Regions from separate parts of the Mus musculus genome. Here region 2 is linked to region 1. A link is a contact called in public HiChIP or PLAC-seq data. All regions are on one chromosome and are shown on one strand. The core of a region is the stretch at or near the end of the contact, and the rest is flanking DNA. Distances in the headings are between cores, read along the strand shown. Region 1 holds the start of Opcml (opioid binding protein/cell adhesion molecule-like). Region 2 overlaps Opcml (opioid binding protein/cell adhesion molecule-like).

Region 1 (4,778 bases), core at 1,813-4,312:
CACACACAGAAATACTCTTATCAAAGACCCTAATGTCTCTTTCTACCTGTGGCAACCAACTCAGCCTCATCATTCGCTCCCTGGATGCCCAGGGTCTCAGGACTATGCTTCTCAGCGTGACATGTTGTCAACCATATCCCCTTCCCTGTCCTGTCTTGAATATGAGCTCAGTATTCTGCCCCTTGCAACTGTCTTCCCACCCTAGAAATTCTGCTTAGGAAAACAATTTATGAACATCAGTCTCCCTGGGAAGTACCAGGCAACAACAGCATTAACCTGAAAATTATTCTGAGTTGAAAAGGTGTTTTTTCGAAGAAATGAAAAGCTACAGACTGAGATAGCACGGAGGCCTAACCAGGTCAAGGTTTTGTGATCACATTAGCCTGGTTTTACCTGCTGGGAAAGTACATGGCTAACAAGCTGGTGCCAACCTCTGGGGAGGGAAGGCAGGGTTCGAAACAAAAGAAAAAAATTAAAAAGAAGTACGAAGACTTTGAAGCAAGTAAAGGATGCGAGCTATGAGGAGCCACAGGCCTTTCGGACCCCGCTGGAGGCCTTGGGTGTCTTCTTTCCCTTCTTTCCACTAACACCAACTTTTCTTCCTCCCTATTCCTGATCTCAGAGGGATGCTCAGACCTGAGAGCATCCCTCGGAGTAAGGTAGTAAAGCCTGCCTACTGGGGTAAAGGCAACCCTAGGCAGATGTTTATCTTACTCTCCCAAATAACTGCAGCTGGATTGTCACCCTCACCTCACACCCAGGCAGGGCTTGGGAAGTGCAGGTGGAAGCCCCTTGAAAAAGTCTATGGTAGAATATGACTTATAGCTGTAAGCCAGGACTCCCTGACCCCTAGTGCTTTACGGTACTAGGATATCGCTAGAGGAAAGTTTCAACCCAGTTTGTAGCTTCCTTTGGGGTGCACTGTGTCCCAAACTCAGCCCATTGGTCTTACTCACTTTCTGTCCTTAGGACAGACACAAGGGATGCAGAGACCCTGTGAAGTGCGTCCTTTACCCATCCTCACCACCCAGTCCTCAGGAAGGTCCTAACCCAAGCCCCTAGAACCACAGTGGGAGGAGCGATTAGTCTTAGTCCGTGATGAGCTTCCTCCTGAACTCTCAGGAAAGTTTCTCTTTTTGCAGAGGACCAGAAGCACCCACCTGGCTCCCTCTACCAGGCTCAAGCAGGTACTGAGCACTGGGCTCTGCCTGTGGCTTTCCCCACTCCCACTGGAACACTGGAGACCCTAGAAAAAGAAAAGGGACACCCTCCCAACTCTGAACTTGCCAGCCCCAAAAGACATCTGGGAATTTGGTTTGGAACCCATCTCTTCTCAGAGAAATAGAATTCAAAACTTAATGGGGAGGCATAAAATTTCCAAATGAATTAAAATGTATTTAATAAAGTGGTGCAACATTATACAAGGGATATCTTTTCTTTTTTAAAAAATCATCAGTTTTCTCTTTCATCCCAATAAGTTCCTTTCTTTTTTTCTAATTTTCTTTGTTAGCTTAGAAGAACTTTGGAGAATTAGGTTTAAATGAAAGGGAAGAAAACCTCACCGAGGCATCCTGAATATAAAATGAAGAATTATGTGCTTCACCTATGAACGTGAGGGTTAACAATATTGGCATTCATGTCTGTACATATGTAAGGGAATTTAGGTCTAAGCTAATGTTTAACGGAAAACATGCTATCTCCATTTGCAACATGAGGAGAGAGAGGGAAGAGAGAGAGAGAGAGAGAGAGAGAGAGAGAGAGAGAGAGAGAGAGAGAGAGAGAGAGGAAGAAATGCCCCCTAAAGGGTGAGGTTTAGTGTGGAAGACCCAGAGACCCTTTGATGCTGCCTAAAATGTTGGCAAGCCTTCCAAGCCCCTTCAGCATTGTGTGAAAGATGCCTGCAGGCATGGTCCTCTGCTTGCAGAAGGCTCTGAAGCAATTACCAACCCTATTAAGATGTGCGGGAGTCTGCAAGGAGTCTAGCAGGCTGACTGGGGAGGGTTGCGAAGGTTGCCTTGAAGCATCTTACCTGGGTCACTGCAGACTTGGTCTGCCCAAACAAGTAAGTGCTGTGAGAAAGAGCACTGCATTAACATCTCTGCCCACCATTGGGACTCTAGCAACCCTCCACTGGGATTAGATTTCCCAACATTCGCCCGGCTTGGACCAGATCAAATCTACTAGGGAAAATTTATGTCTCTGCTGTGATGTGATGATTAGGAAGGAGAAAGTGGATTTCAAAGGCACAATCTGCCCATTTGGTGGAAGGATAAAGAAAGGACAAGAGGTGGTGGAAGGATTGTGTTAAGACAAAAAAAAATGCAGTAGAGAAAAATTCGTGAAAGAATGAGAAGGCAAACAAGGAGGTAGGGATCTGCAGTGGGAATCAAGGGAAGGGTTCAGAAGGATGGAAAAGAAGAGAGGAGAGAACGTTGGGAAGAGAGAAAAAAAAACAGGAAGGGGGGAAGAAAAAAGCATAGGAAACAGAGACGCAGAGATTACTACATTCAGAAAAACAGAGACCAGTACTGAGCGGGATGCCAGTTCCTGCTGCAGGTCCCGACAGCAGCGCTCAAGAAGGCTTTTGCGCCCCGGAGTTTAAGCCCCTCTTCTGTCACCCTTGGGACCACAGCTGGTCAATGCCAGTTGTGCCTTTCACAGAACCAGCAGCGCCTTGCAGCACGGTGCGGATCTCGAACCCAGCTCTCCCGAGAAGGGAGCAAATCGCTTGCTGTGGGCATCTGTCTGCCTGAGAGCCAGCTAGCCAGTGAGTGTGTGTGCACACGCGGCAAGCCTATCTTACTCACATGCCTCTTACACTCCCTCTTTTCCTCCTTGCCTCTCCCTCTTCCCCTTCTGCCCTAGCAGCGGCATCATTGCTCAGAGAGAGAAAACACCCTTCTTTGCTGGGTACCTGGGATGAAGAGCAGGGCAGTGGTGGCCGAGAAGACGATCCAGTAGGCGGGATGGTACATCTCGAGGCTGTGGTGCGCGGCGGCCCGGCTAGCTCCTGCTGGTGCTGCTGCTACTGCTGCTGCTACCGAGGCTGCTTCCTCTGTGCTGAATTCTGAGCAGGTTTAAATCCAATGTTTGCAAAGGGAGGGAGAGAGCAGAAGAGAGAGAGAGCGCGCGAGATGGGAGCAGGCAGACAGCGTCTCTGATTTTTTTTCCCCTTGCACATACACACAACTGCTAAGAATCATTAGCACCAATCTTCACTGGGCGCACAGCAGACCACCTCCAAGCCACATATTGGCTCCACTCTCCTGAGCGACACCGGGAGACTTTCCTGTTGGGAAGGCTCCACTCCGAGGGGAGTTGAAGCCTGTCCCTTGCGCACCCCCCTCACCGCGCAGCAGTACTGCTGGGATCTGTGTGAGTATGCCAGTGTGCTTCGCATGGGCACACCCGCTCCTGGGTGGGCAGCAGGAGGGGTCTAATGCCCTTTCCTAAATCTTACCCCAGCAGGTCTCGGGACACAAGGATCAGGAAAGGGCTGCTTCCTGGCAGAAATTGACTAATGCTCATGCCAAGACCTTATCATTCCTTCTTCCTGGTCTCCAGCCCAGGATGCAGCCAGAGCTTTGCTCACAGGCTGCTCAAAGGCATCAAGTCCCCATCCCGCCAGCAAGAGTACTTGAAAGCAGCCTAACTCCCCAGCTGGAAAATGGACATGTTCAGGTTTTTTTTTTTTTTCTCATCAAAGATACAGGGAATCTAATTTGAGCCAGCTCCCCCAAATTAGAGCATTAGGGAATTCTACCAAGACAAAACCCCAAACAATTGCCATGATCCCAGCACACTTAGATAGGGACATCCAGATTAGGTCTTAAGGAAGAAGAGACTTGCAGAAGTCCTCAGAAGAAGGCTCACAGCCATGCCTGTGACTTTGACCTTTCTTTTCTTTTCCTTCCTTCCTTCCTTCCTTCCTTCCTTCCTTCCTTCCTTCCTTCCTTCCTTCCTTCCTTTTCCTTTCTTCTTTCTTCTTTCTTCTTTCTTTCTTTCTTTCTTCTTTTTTCTTTCTTTTTTCTTTTCTCTCTTTCTCTCTCTCTCTTTCTTTCTTTCTTCTTTCTTTCTTTCTTTCTTTCTTTCTTTCTTCAAAAGATTTAAATAAAAAAAAAGTTGCAGGCTGCTCACCTGAAACAGAGGGCCAGCCATCCTTCACCTCCTTCAATGGCCAATGACTGACGGGGGAAGAAAAGAGAAGAGGCTTGAGTGCCTAGGGAATAATAATCTTTCTTTCTTTCTTTCTTTCTTTCTTTCTTTCTTTCTTTCTTTCTTTCTTTCTTTCACCATGATCCAATTTGCATCTGTGTAATCATAGTTTATAGGAACACTACAGAAGGCAGCCAAAACACACTCTATCTGTCCTCCCTGGAATGTGAATTGCACACTGCTGCATGGCCCCTGAACTCTGTGAAAGGGCAGTGAGAAGAGCACTGGATATTACGGAGGTTCTGGAGAAAGTACCTCTGTTACCAGGTTTTCTCCAAAGACCCCATGCCTGCTGGGATTCCTCCCCAGCTCTGTGCATGTGCTCTACTTCTTATATGTGAGTGACTTTCCAGGTGACATTCTCCCTTCCTCCCTGGTTGTTTCTGTGATGTATTTCCAGCACCGCCTATGGGACAGGGAAGTACAGGTGTTAATTCAGCTGCCCCCACCAGAGTTCTACCCCGTAGACACCAGTACCCTAAATTTTCAGTTCAGCAACTACCAGTGACTTGAGAAACATTCCATGGCTAATGAGTCCAGATCCAAACCCAAGTCTGCACTAT
Region 2 (4,621 bases), core at 1,046-3,545, 94 kb before region 1:
TCAGTGAATGGCTGGGAAATGATAAATAAATGACCATCTTCCCTCAGAGAGCTAGAAAAATCTAAGTCTTTTACTTCTCAGAAGAGTCCCATCCTGAAAGAAGCCAAAGCCTGAAAAAGGCCATCCCTAGCTCAAATGAATACACTCTTTAACCCAACACAAATCCTATGAAGTGAGGAGAAAGCCATGTAGGAGGGCCGAGAGCAATGCTCAGTGGTGGAGCATCTGTCAAGTATGATCAAGGCCCTTAGTTTGATTCCCCATACTAGAATAAAGAATGTGAAAGGAAAGGGCAAAGGAAAAGGAAAGAGGTAGGCTACGTGGGAAAAAAAATGCTAGTAAGAGCAGTGTCAGGCAAGAGTTTTACAAGAGATCATTTACTAAAAGGAAGGAAATAGTATCAGAATTGTGTACATATTGGAAGGAGGAGGTGCCATATAAAATATGAGCCTAATTCATGCAAGAAATTACCAATGAAACAGGAAATCCAAGAACTTCTGATTACATGATTTTTAAAAAAGAAGAATATACAGGCATTTGAAACATGTTCTTGAGTCCCTAGGGCTACTACCCCTCCACCACTGTCCTACTTGTCCACCAAGCCAGCAGGGCACTGAGGTATCTATATCTCTGAGAAGCAGTTTGTATGGTAACTGGTCCAAAGAGGGGCTAAGAAACTAGGCTTTGGGATACATAATTCATGAGAGCCAAACTGCCTGAAGTCAAATGCCTTCAACCGTTCTACCTACTTCCCCAACAATATAACCCCTTTTTCACAGTGATGCCTGGGTTTGACTGAGAGACCCTGCCTTAGTGAATGAGGTTCAAGAACAGTCTAACAACCCCAACATCCCCAACATCAGCCTCAAGCCTGCATGTGCACACATTCACATATGCTCACACATGTAAACACACACACACACACACACACACACGACAGAGAAAAACAACAGACTTTACTTTAAAAGAAAAGTCTAGATTTTTCACCAAAAACATATGTATGATCTTGGAAGTAAAACAAACATTGAAATATCATAATGAAGTCGGTGAAGCGATTTGGAAACTAGAAGATCAAGCTAAGTATTCTCTGACAAAATCATACATAAGAAAAACAAGTAGGGACTATGTGGTAGATTTTACAATATAGAAGAAACGTGCTAAGAACTGAAAACACATAAATCTTCTGCCTTCTGCCAAAATGATGAGTTTGAAAAGATCCACAGCTTTAAACATCACAGTGAACTATCAAAAATGCTGTACAAAAGGGATTTCTGAGAAAGCGATAAAGAGAAATGATGGCAGGTGTGTGTGTGTGTGTGTGTGTGTGTGTGTGTGTGTGTGTTTGTGTGTGTGTCTTCCTCCTGTCTCATTAAAAAGGTCATTTACTGGAAAATAACAAACATTGTCATTTAAATCCAGATTCAAGGCCCATCTGATTTATAATCTGGATTTAAGTATGGGGAAAGAATGATATTTTTTGCATTTGTAAAATACTTGTTCATTTTGCTACCTACAAATAATCTGGAGAAAATGATGTCAGAAAAATGTAAAAAGAACTAAACACAAAGCCAGACAAAAAAGAGTAGCGATCAGTTAAAACACTGGAAGTTCTAGTTGAGTTGAAGAAACTGCTGATGCTTGATGTTTTAAAAATGTGTAAAACTACCATCTGGATCCAGATGTACTCTGCAGCAGAGCCTGTCAGTGAGGGCAGTGGGAAGTGTAAGAACACTAGTCTTTCTATTATTATGTAAGAGGAAGATAGAAATACCATCATTGCTGACAGGAATGCTAGAATTATAAAAAGTAAAGAAATAACCACGAGAGAGAGTAAAATGGGCACATAAACTATATACTAGAGGTAAATATAATGAATATATAATGACTATTACACACATATGTATATGGAGGGAAGAGAAGGAATAATAAAAAAATAAAACCCCCAAATGCTCATTTTCAACAGAAAATAAAAATATAGCTTCTTGAAGAATATTCAAACCCCAATGAAGTTAAAAGACCTAGTATAGACAACATTTGTATAATGTGATACAAGAGACATTCATTAGATCATCATTGCCTCCTTTGGAAATATAGCCCTTGGTTTATAGGAATGCTGAGTGTCTGGTATTATAATAAGGAAACTGTTAGAAGTCAGGTAGCTTGAGAAAGATAGATGGTCTCCCAAAAGACATAATCGTGCTTAGAAGGGTGGAAATTTCTGTCCATTCCATCTCTAGGGAAGGGAGGAGGTTGGAGATTGAGTTGATTTCTAACACTGCCACAGACAGGCCTCAGTCGGCCCCCCTCAATCCACGGGAGAAATCAGGGTTCCATTTACAGGTGGGCAGGAGTCGGTGAGAAAAGGGTGACAAACAGACACGGACACAAGGGAGTGTGGTATCTGAGTGTAATTTGTCAAAGTGAGCATCAGTCTTATATATTACAGAAAACACAGAAGTTAAGTGATATATTAAGGCCATCCAAGGTACACTGAAGTTATCTGATGCAAAATGACTTTTACAACAAAACAGAAGAATGCATACTAAAAGCTAACTGGAACCAACCCGGATCAAAAGCAGCCCCACCTAAGGTCATCTTAGAAGCCTGGGGCAAGGGCTTCATGCCTTTGCCATAGTTCCAATTCTAGTCTATTGTATAGTCCACCTTCCCCCTAGGCCATTGTAAATTCCTGTGTACGGGAGTGACTCTTCTATCTATAGTTCTAAGTATTTACTCTAGTTCCTTCTTAGACTACAACCTTCCTTCTTCCTAGGTCATTGGAACCCTAGTGAAGGCTAATCTAACTTATCTATATGTCAAAATCAATCCTTAGAGGCTCTTATAATAAAACAATACTGAAGGAAAGCACACAGATCCACTCATCGACTAAAAAAAGGACAAATTTGGAGTATTCCTTATTACAGGATGCCATGGTTCCAGGAGACTGAGTTTCTGTGAACTTTTCTCCTTGGGACTGCGTCCAGGTTTTTGGGCCTGTCACGTGGGTCACTACTGGAGTGGATGTAGCATAACACCATGATCAATCACAACTATGTAACAAAACCTTCAGTCAGGAGTCTAGATAGGAGCTGGAGAGATGGCTCAAGGGTTAAAAGCATTTGTTATTACAGAGGACCCAGGTTAGCTTCCTAATATCTACATGGTGGCTCACAATTCTCGGTCACTCCAGTTCTAGGGATCAGTTCCAAGGTCACTCGGCTTCTGGTGGTGCATAGGGACTAAGAGTATTTCTAAGTTCTCAGGCATGGAGGTTTTACTTAACTCTTACTATACTGTCAGGTAACCTGGAGCACAGACCCATTTCATGATTGAATCTGAGACTTAGAGTCCAAAATTGGTTATAAAGTTCTATAGCACTGGGAAATAATTGTGTTTCCTGAATGAGTTCTTACTTAATCATGATTTAATCTTGCTGTTCTGTTAAAACTTTAGGAATCTCACAGCTTGTGATCACCTTTAGCCTTGGCTGCTGGCAGCTGGGTCTGTTCTTAGTCTAGCCACAGCTCCTGCTATGATGATCACAGACTTACCTTTGAAACCATAGCAAGCCCCAATTAAATTCCTTGTATAAGCTACCTTGGTCATGGTGTCTTTTCACAACAATAACAGTAACCAAGACACCAGGCAAGAGGCCTAGACAATAAAGCATCTCTGAAGCCTGGGTCCTTAAACCTAGGACTGTGTCCTGGCTCTGTCCATTAGCCTGTTCCAGATTGTGCCCTTTGCAATAAGTTGGGAATGGCAAGCAATTCACTTTGTGAAATTTTAGAAAGGAATCCTGGTCCCCTACAGGTAGCATAGACCAGAGCTGAGCCTCTGAGATGTGAATCATCTCATGGGACTGAACATTTAATGTTTGGAATCTACACTAACTTCAGGTCATACCACAACCACCTTCAATTGTCAGATTCCCAGCTGGTGTCAACGAGCCAGGCAACTGATCATTGGTGAAGCAAACAACATACTTCACAGGGACAGTTCTCTGAGTCAGACAGGATGACATGAAAAGCAGAAAGCAGGATCATTAAGATGTAAAGAATTAAATAAGATAAAGCAGAATAAAGCATAGAATTCAGTAGGGAGACACAATCAAAGTAAGTTTTATGAATCTAACTGCAAGGTTAGATGCTCAAATCTGTGTATACAAATGTACAAGTGTGTATGTGCAGCCAAACCGGCTGAAAAAGAAGCACAAACATACAAGTAAGGAGTTTTCAACAATTGATTAGGCAGTAAAAGACTCAAAAGATGAAGGAGAAAGGGAGGGAGGAAGGGAGGGAGGAAGAAGACACAGACACACCAAGAGGATATTATATAGTTGTATATCATATATTTGTTGAATAAAGAAAACTTTCTCAAGTCACTTAACTGGAAAACTGAAATAAAAACAGAAAGATTTTTATGATTTCTCAAAAGCTGTTATTTTTTTCCAAAAATAATAAAAGCTATTCTCTAACAACAAAAATAAAAGCTGAACAAAGCCCCTATGCTATACCATATATAGATGAGTTTACAAGAAAAATTTCCTCTTCTTTTCAAAGAACAGAACATTCATATAAAACTGTCCCAACTCTGATGTCCAAAGACATGGCCACTAGCT

The links. HiChIP or PLAC-seq counts read pairs in DNA pulled down with a chosen protein or histone mark.
Region 2: an H3K27ac HiChIP or PLAC-seq map of embryonic stem cells shows a contact between it and region 1, with 6 read pairs. The contact joins the enhancer-like site here to the promoter of Opcml in region 1. A contact is called at or near these places in 2 of 39 promoter capture datasets (the 3T3-L1 cell line and hippocampal neurons), 2 of 484 Hi-C or Micro-C datasets (cerebellar granule neurons and cerebral cortex), 1 of 115 datasets of contacts at active chromatin or transcription factors (embryonic stem cells) and 2 of 9 other capture datasets (adipose tissue and liver).

Annotation. Positions count from the first base shown.
Region 1 is chr9:27,789,583-27,794,360 of GRCm38.p6, reverse strand. It overlaps Opcml (opioid binding protein/cell adhesion molecule-like), which reads right to left and starts at 3,062. Exons shown (of 8, transcript NM_177906.5): 1 at 2,915-3,062. The coding sequence starts at 2,975. It overlaps Gm39314 (a long non-coding RNA gene), which reads left to right and starts at 3,292. Exons shown (of 3, transcript XR_870601.1): 1 at 3,292-3,375.
Region 2 is chr9:27,883,410-27,888,030 of GRCm38.p6, reverse strand. The region is part of intron 1 of Opcml (opioid binding protein/cell adhesion molecule-like); the gene reads right to left. Among named protein-coding and RNA genes, the nearest start is that of Opcml, 94 kb to the right of the region's middle. Within about 2 kb of position 2,295, at least 13 of the 459 cell types and tissues checked have an H3K27ac peak or open chromatin away from gene starts, as enhancers often do. A contact at or near this core is called in embryonic stem cells, where this site is marked.